Regions from separate parts of the Rattus norvegicus genome. Here region 1 is linked to region 2. The links are chromatin contacts, called in public Hi-C maps. All regions are on one chromosome and are shown on one strand. Each heading gives the region's core, a stretch centred on a gene start, on an enhancer-like site or on the middle of the called end of the contact. The rest is flanking DNA. Distances are from core to core; before and after follow the strand shown. Region 1 holds the start of Uqcc2 (ubiquinol-cytochrome c reductase complex assembly factor 2). Region 2 holds the start of Daxx (death-domain associated protein).

The links. A called contact is a pair of places that touch in the nucleus more often than the background predicts.
Region 1: a Hi-C map of the A7r5 cell line shows a contact between it and region 2, with 2.8 times the contacts expected there. The contact joins the promoter of Uqcc2 here to the promoter of Daxx in region 2. A contact is called at or near these places in 2 of 12 Hi-C or Micro-C datasets (the A7r5 cell line and mammary epithelial cells).

The regions. Positions count from the first base shown.
Region 1 is chr20:5,213,519-5,218,304 of GRCr8, forward strand. It overlaps Uqcc2 (ubiquinol-cytochrome c reductase complex assembly factor 2), which reads right to left and starts at 2,865. Exons shown (of 4, transcript NM_001108528.1): 1 at 2,687-2,865. The coding sequence starts at 2,824.
Region 2 is chr20:4,976,449-4,981,437 of GRCr8, forward strand. It overlaps Daxx (death-domain associated protein), which reads right to left and starts at 1,272. Exons shown (of 8, transcript NM_080891.2): 1 at 1,193-1,272; 2 at 113-335. The coding sequence starts at 319. AA926063 (AA926063gene) reads right to left here. Exons shown (of 3, transcript NR_002156.1): 3 at 1,896-2,179. Smim40 (small integral membrane protein 40) reads right to left here. Exons shown (of 3, transcript NM_001399684.1): 3 at 4,091-4,989. The coding sequence starts at 4,907. The coding sequence ends at 4,665.

The DNA.
Region 1 (4,786 bases), core at 1,615-4,114, 240 kb after region 2:
GCTCTGTGCACCTTCCTTGTACTGGAAGCCGAGAGGCCAGGAGGACGCAGGTCTTAGCAAGGCTGCTCAGCACAGCAACCTCCGCCCCCTCTAATTCCACTTTCTGGACAAGTGGTGGAGGGGTGGGGGTTGGGGGGTGGTCACAGCCACCACCCTCCCCTGCCCCCCAGGTTTAATCCCACCTTCTACTGTGGGTTTAATGAAGCGTCTCTCAGAGCCGCCTTCCCTTCTCAAGGTCTTTCCTAAGTGATCTGGGGGTGGAGGAGGGAGTGATTCACACACTGCTCTCCATCCCAGCCCAGCACTGCTCCCTCCAAAAATTATCACCAAGATTTACTGAGCCCAAGCAGGCTCAATTTCAGGTGACATCAGGATGAGCTACGACAGAGGTTCTGAGTAACGTGCCCGCGGCCACCAGGACGCCCTGGCTCACTCCACCCAGAACACATCCATCAGCAGCGGCGGAACCTCTGGTGAAGCCGACTTGCATTTTGCTGCTATGACTAAGTCTGTGTGGGCCTCAGCTGATCAGAAGCCGAGTCCCTAGGTAGTGACAAAGGGTGACAGCTCCCAAGGAGAAAGCTCTCCCCTCCCTGCTGTCTGTCTTACCCCAGCAATTAAGTAGGTGAGCCCAATCTCTCTTCCTCCAGCCTCCAGGCTCCGGCTGCCCAACTCTAAGCTACTGGGGACGGAGGACCAGACTGCCTGTGTCAGCAGTGCCTGGGGCTGCACATACACGGAGGCCTCGAACCAAGGAGTGCGTGAAGCGACAGGACACAGTCTGCCCTCTAGCCTCACCACTCCACCAGCAACTTCCGCTGCATCTGGAGACCACTAGCCTCAGAAACCACAACTAACCCCTTGCTTTCCTGGATGTTGGCTCAGATGGGATGCTTTTGTGTACCAAGAACTACATCAGACATGGTGCATGGGGTTGGATTTAGCTCAGTGGTAGAGCGCTTGCCTAGCAAGCACAAGGCCCTGGGTTCGGTCCCCAGCTCCAAGAAAAAAACAAAACAAAAAACAAAGATATGGTGCATGAGGTGGGACGGGGGCTTCATCTCTATTCACAGGCGCCCGTGATCCGTACGATACAGGTCGGTGAGGACCCTGGGCCAGACCCACCACCCATGTCACAATCGGCGACCTAGTCATGAGGTGGGCTGGTTTAGCTGGTTGAAATGAGCTACAATACCTGCAGTGTTTCTGCTTTGGCGGACATGGTCCATCTCATGGGTCATCTATCCGGCTACCTAAGTGTACTGAGCATCTGACCCCTCACCTCTGACCTCCGTGCTCAAATAACCCCCTGCCTGCTTGACATTCCACTTGGAAGTGGGTCTGCTTGGCATCTCCAGTTTAAAGCCTCTAACGTCAACCGTGCAATGCACTTCCCACACCCCACCTGCTCCTCTTCTAGTCTTTCCCGTCTGAGTAAATGGCACCCAGCTGCTCAAGCCAAAAAAGGAAAAGGGGGGGAAAAATCTAGGAGCTGTCCTCGGTTCCTCTCCTTCACCCCACTCCAGGACTTCCGTGCTGCTAATGTGACCCCCACATTACAGGCTGCTATCTGTTACTTCTGCCTCCTGTGCCACTGCCAGCACTACCTGAAGCATCTCTCTCTTCCAGCACTACCACCGCAGGCTTCTCTGCGGCTTGTTTCCATTGGCTGCAGCGCCTTTGGAAATTAGGGCACATCAGTCTCCTGACTAAACGTCCCCGGTGGCTTCTCACTGGCTTCCTGGTAAGATCTGACTCCTAACGCAGGGCACAGGACCTAAGTTCGGATTCTTTGTGGCCACACGGTGGCTCACAACCACTTCTAACTTCAGTTCTAGGGGATCCAGCGCCCTCTTTTGGCCTCAGTGGGCACTGCACAAACATTTGTAGGTTAAACAAACAAACCCTCCTGCCTTCCTTCAGCTTCAACTCTTAGCTGTGGGCATGCCACTCACTAACCGTAGGCTTGCTTTCTTTTCTGTAATGTGCCAGTCTGGTTTGCTCTGCGGTGCTTGGCCGCCCCAAAATTCAGAGTTCACTGTCTTCCCGCCTTGAGTCCTACCTGTGTGTAACTTCCTCAGGCAAGCCTCAGGAACCCGACTAACGCTACATTTACCATGATCAGATACTCACTAGGACTGTCTCCTGCGTCTGTCTGTTCCTCGCCTGTCTGTTCCTCGTGTACCGAATGAGAATTCAAAGACACAAGGGGCAGGACCTCATCTAACTCACTGCTGTTTCCCTGGAAACCTAACAGAGTTCTCCCTCCGCACACGGCCATGCTTGAGAAGGGTTAGCCTAAACCAGAGTGGAGGGAGAAGGCCTGCTACTCACACAAGGGACCTGTGTGGAAGACCCAAACAGTTTCACAGTGACAGAGGGCAGTGAGGCTTGGCTGGAGGTTTCTGGGGACAGGCTGGGCTCACAAACACATGAACGGATGTCATGAAAGAAACAACCCCGCCTTACAACTGGATTGCTTAGTGGAATCTGGACCTCAGGGGCGCTTCACTGGGCACTACACGGTGCAGACAAGAAAACTGAGCAGAAGGCGTCGCACGTCGCAGCTAGCTGGAAGATGGGTACCTAGCACACGTGCAGCCTGTCAGGGAGGCCGACGCATGCGCAGAATCCCCACCCTGCCTCCCCTCGTTCCGACGTCCCCAACCTCCTTCCCTCCGGTCACCTGGGTGTTCTCTCCCTCCCGAAAGGCCTGTGCTACCCGCTGCCGCAGGTAAGCGCCCAAGTCCCGGCCCCGTTTGGTCTCGTCCACTGGCCATTCCTCACAGAGCTTAAGAAAACGCCGGTAGCGGAGAGCGGCCATCTTGGGCCCCGCTTGCCCCGCCCCTAGGGGAGGAGTCAAAACTGCAGAGAGCGCGTGCGCACTAAGGCGCGCTGGCCTCCCCGCGGACATGCGCAGTTCCGCCAACGGCCTGCCGCCCTCCAGGCAGCGGCGCTGCTCACCTTTGAGAGTGAGGTCTGAGCTCTTCGGATTTTCCGTCCTGGAACTCGCCCAGCTCCCAGGGGCAAAGCAGACTCGATGTACCCTAGGGACAGCTTTGCTCTTCGTTTTCAATGACTTCACAAGCTCGAGACTAAAAAAGCTTCCCCGGAGACGTCTACTGTTTTGCATAAGCGAAACATTTGCATGTAAATACAAATAAATGGATGGAGATGTGTTTGATCTTAATGTCTGGCAGGCACTCGTGTACACGCACGCAAGCACACACACAGCTGCCCCACTCCCACACTCCATCACCCTGTACTTATCTTTACCACATAAACCTCTGTTAACAGTTCTCTCTCCAGCCTCCCGACTACATTGCTCATCGCATGTGCAGGTTTCCCATGAAATCCAAAAAGGTTGCTGCAACCTGGAAGCGTTTTAAAAAATGTTTTTAGTGTGTTTTCTTTATTTTTATGTATATGAGTGTTTACCTGCATCCACATACGCGTGTCAGTTCTGGGGACCAAACCTGATTCTCTCCAAGAACAATAAATGTATTTAATAGCCCTGCTGTTCCTCCAGCCCCAAGAATAAATATTTTTATTGTGGCAAAATACAACATAAGATATACCGTCCTTCACAATTTTTTATATCTTGTGTGTATGAATGTCTGACTATGTGTGTATGTGCCTGCCTGGCCAAAAACAAACACAACAACAAACAAACCACCAGATCCCCTGGAACTGGAATCACAAACAGTTGTGAGCCACCATGTGGGCATTGGAAAGCAAGAGAGGGAGGGTCTTCTGCAAGGACAGCCATAGCCCTTAACCACTGAGTCATCTCTTTAGAACCAAATGTACCATTTTAAGCAAAAGGGTGCTTGTTAGGTGGTCCAGGTTGGCCTAGAATTTGAGATCTTCCAACCTCAACAGCCTCCTAGGGATAGAGATAGAGATAAAGATAAAGATATCACCAGTGCCTTTACCTGTGAGCCATCTTGCTGGGTGCTGGGTGACCCTATCTATCTATCTATCTATCTATCTATCTATCTATCTATCTATCTAATCTCACATGAGTGTGTATGTATATGTGTGTTATGGTTTTCCCTTTTGAGATAGGGTTTATCTGTGTAGCCCCACGTGCCCGGAACTCGCCCTATAAATTAGTGCTGGATGAATGAATGAATGAAGCCACATTCCAACCCTAGGTCTGAGCCTCTCAGCATTCACAACATAGGGAGCAACTCTAGGTGAGGGGCAGGACTGACTGCCCACCCAGCCCCTGCTGTGTAGCAGGCAGAGGAAGGAAGACCACAGAAGGAGGCGGTAGGCACGAACTTTCCCTGGCACCTTTCTCAACCTACCGCTTTTGTACCTCAGCGGGGAGGAAAAGACATTCACTGTCATCAAGTTACTCCCCCTACAGCCTAAGACGGGCAAGGGGTCTTGCCTGCCACCCCTGACTCCCAGCTTGGCTGTGGCAGGCCAATACCTGGGGGCGCCCTCGTGAATTCCAGCCACCCTGGCCGTCAGTGCCTGGAAGTAGGGAGTAAACGGACATCAGGAAACCACCCAACTTCATGGCTAACAAGAGCTAAGACGAGGCTGGGATGGGGCTTGGGACACAATGGGGTGATCAGGGAAGTTTTCTAGAGGCACCTCACCTTGGCACCCCAACCAAGATTCCCTATCATCACTTCTGGAGCCGTGGAGACTGTTCCCGGTTTGAACCACCCACCGATCTGCTCAGATTAAACCCCTCCCTCTGCCTCCTTCCCATCTCCGCCCAAGGCGTGCCTCCTACGCTGCTGAGCCGCCCCTGACATTCCTCCCCCAT
Region 2 (4,989 bases), core at 22-2,521:
CAAGTAGAACTCTGTGAGTTCAAGGCCAGCCTCATCTAGACAGTTCCAGGCAACCAGGGCCACAAAGCGAGACCCTTCTCTTAAAGGAAAGGGAGCCTTCCCTGAAGCTTACCTCTTCAAACAGCTTCTCATTCTCCAACTTGTAGCACTTCCTGCTACCTGAGTTACTGCTCCCTCCATCCCCATGGGACTCAGAGGGACCAGAGGCTTCTGGTCCTGGTGAGACAGGATTAGAGGCTGGGTTGGAGGGTCCTGGCTGAGCAGCTGCTTCATCTTCATCATCATCGTCAAGCACAATGATGCTGTCATCGGTGGCCATGGGGGATCAAATCCCCCTGAGGGAAAAAGTATTTGAAAGGTCAGAATTCTGGAAGGGAAAGGGTGACTCAGGAAAAGCCCCTCCTCCTTAGTCCCACTCAGTCAGATACCTCAGGGTTCACAATAGCCTCGTCCTTTCTGAGATGTCTTCAAAGCCTGTCTTTTGCAACTATCAGTCTCAGGCAGTTCTGAAGGGGAACCTCCCCATCGATCGTCTCAAGTCCCAAATTTCAGCCCCCAGTCAATTTCCTGTCTTTCGGTTGCGTTTTCCCCACTCTCTTGTCAGCTGGTGAGTTTTTTCTTCCTACTCCCAATCCGATGGGGTATAAGATCCCACACTGCTCTCTCCGTCTACAGAAACCAACACCCAGTCGATACCACCACATGGGTTTGCCCACCTCTCGCCCTCCATCATCACAGTCCCCTCCGACTTCTTCCTAACTCCAACTCTTCCACTCCGAGGTTAAAGGGTTTCCCTCTGAAGAGCCTGGTGTCCTTCCCGCTCCTACAACCATCTCCATGTTCCACCTTCCACAAACCCGGACTTCAGGCTGGAGATTTTTCACCTCCAGTCCCCTCCCTCTCACCGCACCCAGGTTTTCCCCATTCTCTGTGACTCGTAACCGACAGCAAGCCCACCACTCAGCATTCCCAATGTCTGGGCTTCCAGCCCCAGGCGAGGACAGTCTCCAGCCTCAGCTTCCCGCCAAGTAACCCTCTCCGCGTTCAGCCCTAGGCCGCCACATTCCCCTTCAGGGCTAGCAAGGTACCATACAAGCTCGCCCCTCAGACTCCGCAGCCAGGCCGTGCGGATCCTTCGCCTTCGCCAACTCCTGCGCCGCCACCCCGGCTCCACGAACGACCTGGCCCCCACCTCAGAAACGGTCTCTCGAGGCTCCCCTCAGCGCGGATCACAAATCCTCGCAAAGTTCCCTCCGCCTTCCTTTCCCCCACCCCCACCTCAGGCCCTACAACAGACCGGAAGGCGCGGAGTTTCCGCCTGCAGCACCTGAGGGCGGCCATATTGCTGTACGGGACCTAGGCTTCTTGGGACCGGAAGTGACGCGTGGCCCGCCCACCTAGGCCGCCGCTCCGGGTGCACTGACACTCAGGGGGGCGGGGCCTGGGACCAGGTAGATGGGGCGCGCCACGTTGCCGTACGGCACCAGCCAGCTCCGCGAGGCGTGGAGCTCTTTGCACCAGGAGCTTGCCAAAGCCACTCGGCCAATCAGAAACTTCCTGCCCCAGACCTGCCCTCCCACCCCACGCCATCGGCTGGAGGGCGGGGAAGACCTTCCCATCCTTCCATCCGAGCAGGTACCTAAGGAGCTGGTGTGTCTATGGCTGTGTAGGGCTCCAGGGAAGGAAATAAAGGATTTTCTTTTCCTGTTGGTGTAAGCCTGGCACTCCCTACTTTGCTTTCCCTCCGACCAAGAGTTCCACCGCCTGGTTGCCTATGCTTGCCCTTCCCTTTAAGAGCCGGCGTGCACTTGGAGGCTGTCCAGCCCGGGCCTCCTGGGTCAGGTGCACACACACGCACACGCACATATGCATGCATACAAATGAGCACAGCATGCTGCCCGAGTGAGGTATTGTTATTATTGCGGTCCGCGAGACTGGATGCTCAATCTGCACCACAGACCGAGCTCCCTACTGGGAACCGTGGCCCCTGTTCCACCGAGGGTCGTCTTGACTGTATGGAAGGCAGTGCTTCCGGGCAGGGGTCTGCAGGGCGTTGAGGCGGAGCGCGGGATAACCTGGTGCGGGCTTGGTGAGAAGCCCTGCAAGCTGCCGCTGGGAGCGCTGGGAAACGAATCGAGGCTCATAAAATCACGCGGGGTGTCTTCCTTCTCCTGGAGAGCTGCGGAGAAAAGGAAGAGGGGAAAACAACTGTGTGATGCCGGCCGGGCCCGGGGTGGAGAGGCGAGGCCCTCAGGTGTGCTGACGAGGAAGCCTGATAAGTCAACACCCTTCGCGCGGAGACTGCATCAACGCGGTCTTCCTGCCTCAGGTGGCGGGCATCTTACCAATGTGCAGGACCAAGAAAAGCCCAGCTGCTCTCGGGGCTGGGGATTTAGCTCAGTGGTAGAGCACTTGCCTAGCAAGCACAAGGCCCTGGGTTCGGTCCTCAGCCCCCCCCCCCCCAAAAAAAGAAAGCCCAGCTGCTCTCAAGAGAACCCGAACTACAAATTTAAACCCACTTCTTCCTCGCTTCCCGTCCGGTCTTACGGCTTTCAATGGGGGCGGGGGGGGGTTTCCAGTGGCTAACGGGACTCTAAAGATAATGAAGGTTTTAATTTTCATATCCTTGGGTTTCTCAAAGTGGGTTTCCCAGAGTGAATGCCTGAAATGAAGGTTCCCCACCTTTTCACAATTATTTCGGTTTTATGTGTGTGCCGGTGTAAGTCTCTGCATGACATGAGTGCAGGTGCCTGCTGAGGCTTTAAAGAGGACTTATTTATCCTGCGGGTTCACTTCCCAGCACATCCCTAGTGTGACTCACAACCAGCCATCTGTAACCCTAGTTGTAGGAAATTCAAGTCTTGTGCGTGGTTGAACCTACACGCGTGCAGACAAATCATCTGTACACATAAAGTAAAAGAAGTGTGTTTTAAAAGGTAATCGTGGGGAAAGGAGACAAATTTGAAATGTGAGTAAAATATCCAATTAAAAAATGTAAAAGGAAATGTTAATCGCTATAAAAACTGACAGCAAGCTGAGGGAACATGTCAGAGCTGGGGGGTGGGGGTGGAAGGAAGCTAGGAGTTGGAAGATAGAAGTTCTGTGAAATGCTGTCCTCTGGACAAGGCTGGCCTGTGGCACTGGCCAACTCCCAGAAGCCAAGGTTATCTGTGACACAGATAAGAGCTATCAAGATGCCTTCAGAAACGAGGTAGGGGGCTCATGAGGATCCCCACCCATCTCTAAAAAGCTATTGGCAAATCGTTGTTGTTGGGGGGAGTCATTTTCTGCCACTGGTAAATCCAGGGAGCTCCACTCCTGTGAATAACCCTAATTAAAGTGAGTTACAAAACAAAAAGACAGGGAAGTAGAATCAATTTGGGGGGCAAGGAGGAGGGAGTTTCCCTGGAAGTGAAAGGGGGATATGAAAGAGAAATGAAAGTGAAAATGACCAGAACTCAATATATAATGAAGAAAAATAGACGTGTGTTTCACACTCTTCCATCCATTCTGTTCTTGCAATAATCGCTCAACGTACCTTTATGTATCCAGATGTTTGCCTGCGTGTGTGTATGCACCACTTGTATGTCTGATGCCCAGGAAGATAAAAAGAGGGTGACTGACCCCGGGGTCTGGAGTTGGTGTGAGCTGTTGTGCGAGACTGTAGCTAACGGTTATGAGGAGTATCCCGACCTGGGGATAGGGAGGCCCTGACCTGGAGCAGGGCTGGGAGTGTCAGGAAGGGGCATGCTAGTTGTGGGGGCTTTGAAACTTAGAACAGATGCTGGTGGATGGGGACTGAAAGCTCTGTCTGATAGGCTGAGAGGCACCCCAGGCCCATGTCAGTACAGACAGAGCCATGTGTCCCTTTTTCCAGAGGCAAGGGAAACAAATCCTTTCTGCAGGCAGGAACCTGTTGGACAAGTTCCTGGAGGAAGTCTGGCCCTTATCTAACTGTCAGGGACCCTTCTAGAGTTTGGGGTGGCCCAAGGCTCATTTCTGGACATACGCACGTCCTGAGACCTAACGTGTCCCAGCTGCATCGCTCCTGGATAGAAACTGGAAGAAACCTAAGCCAGAACACCACAGAGACACTCGCACAGCCACGTTTATTGCTGTAGTGCTCGAAGTAGTCCAAAGGAACGGAAGCAGCCAACGGGCCCGTAAAACAGAATGTGGTACGGACGGACACACTATGGAGTCTTACAGCTAGGAAGAAAACCAAAACCACCACAATATTTGCAAGAACACAAGAGGAAATGAAACTCACTCTGAAGCGAAATAAAATAAAATTAATTTTTCCCTTCGAATAGCTTATTTAATTATTCCTTGCTATTCTCTCATATGTGGGTTCTGGAGTTATATTTATATGCCTTTTGTCTATAAAGGTAGGGGTGTGTGTGTGTGTGTGTGTGTTGCAGACCTGAGGGTGGTTCCACGCACCCGCTCACTTCAGGTCACTTACAGCCTCCTGTAATTCTACCCCCTAGGACTCTAACACCCCTCTAGCTTCTGTGGGCCCCTGAACTCACGTGCACGTACCCACAAACGGGCAGATAAAGATAATCTTAGAGTGACGGCCTTAACTATCTCCTCCACCCCAAACTCTCTAACATCTCCTTTCTCACCTCAGTAGGCAGGACAGGTTGTCTGTAAGATGGTGTTCACAGTTCCAGAGCTGACTCCTCCTCAGGGGTCCTGAGGAGCCAGTCCCGAAACTTGGTCCAAGGCAGGGGCCACAGCAGTTTGTAAGCAGCCTCCAGCATCAGCAGGGTCAGGAAGAGGACCAAGAAAGTGAGGAAGATCTTGTCCAAGGCACGACGCAGGGGACCCCGAGGAGGAGTGGGACCATGGGCGAATGCTAGGAATATGTCCCCCTCCTCCACACCGCCCTCTTCCTCCGCCATTTTCACAGCCAGACAGCTGGCTGGCTCCTTGAGGGGACGGAAGGCCTGGCTCAGCACTTCGGGGGATTAAAGGGCGTGGTTG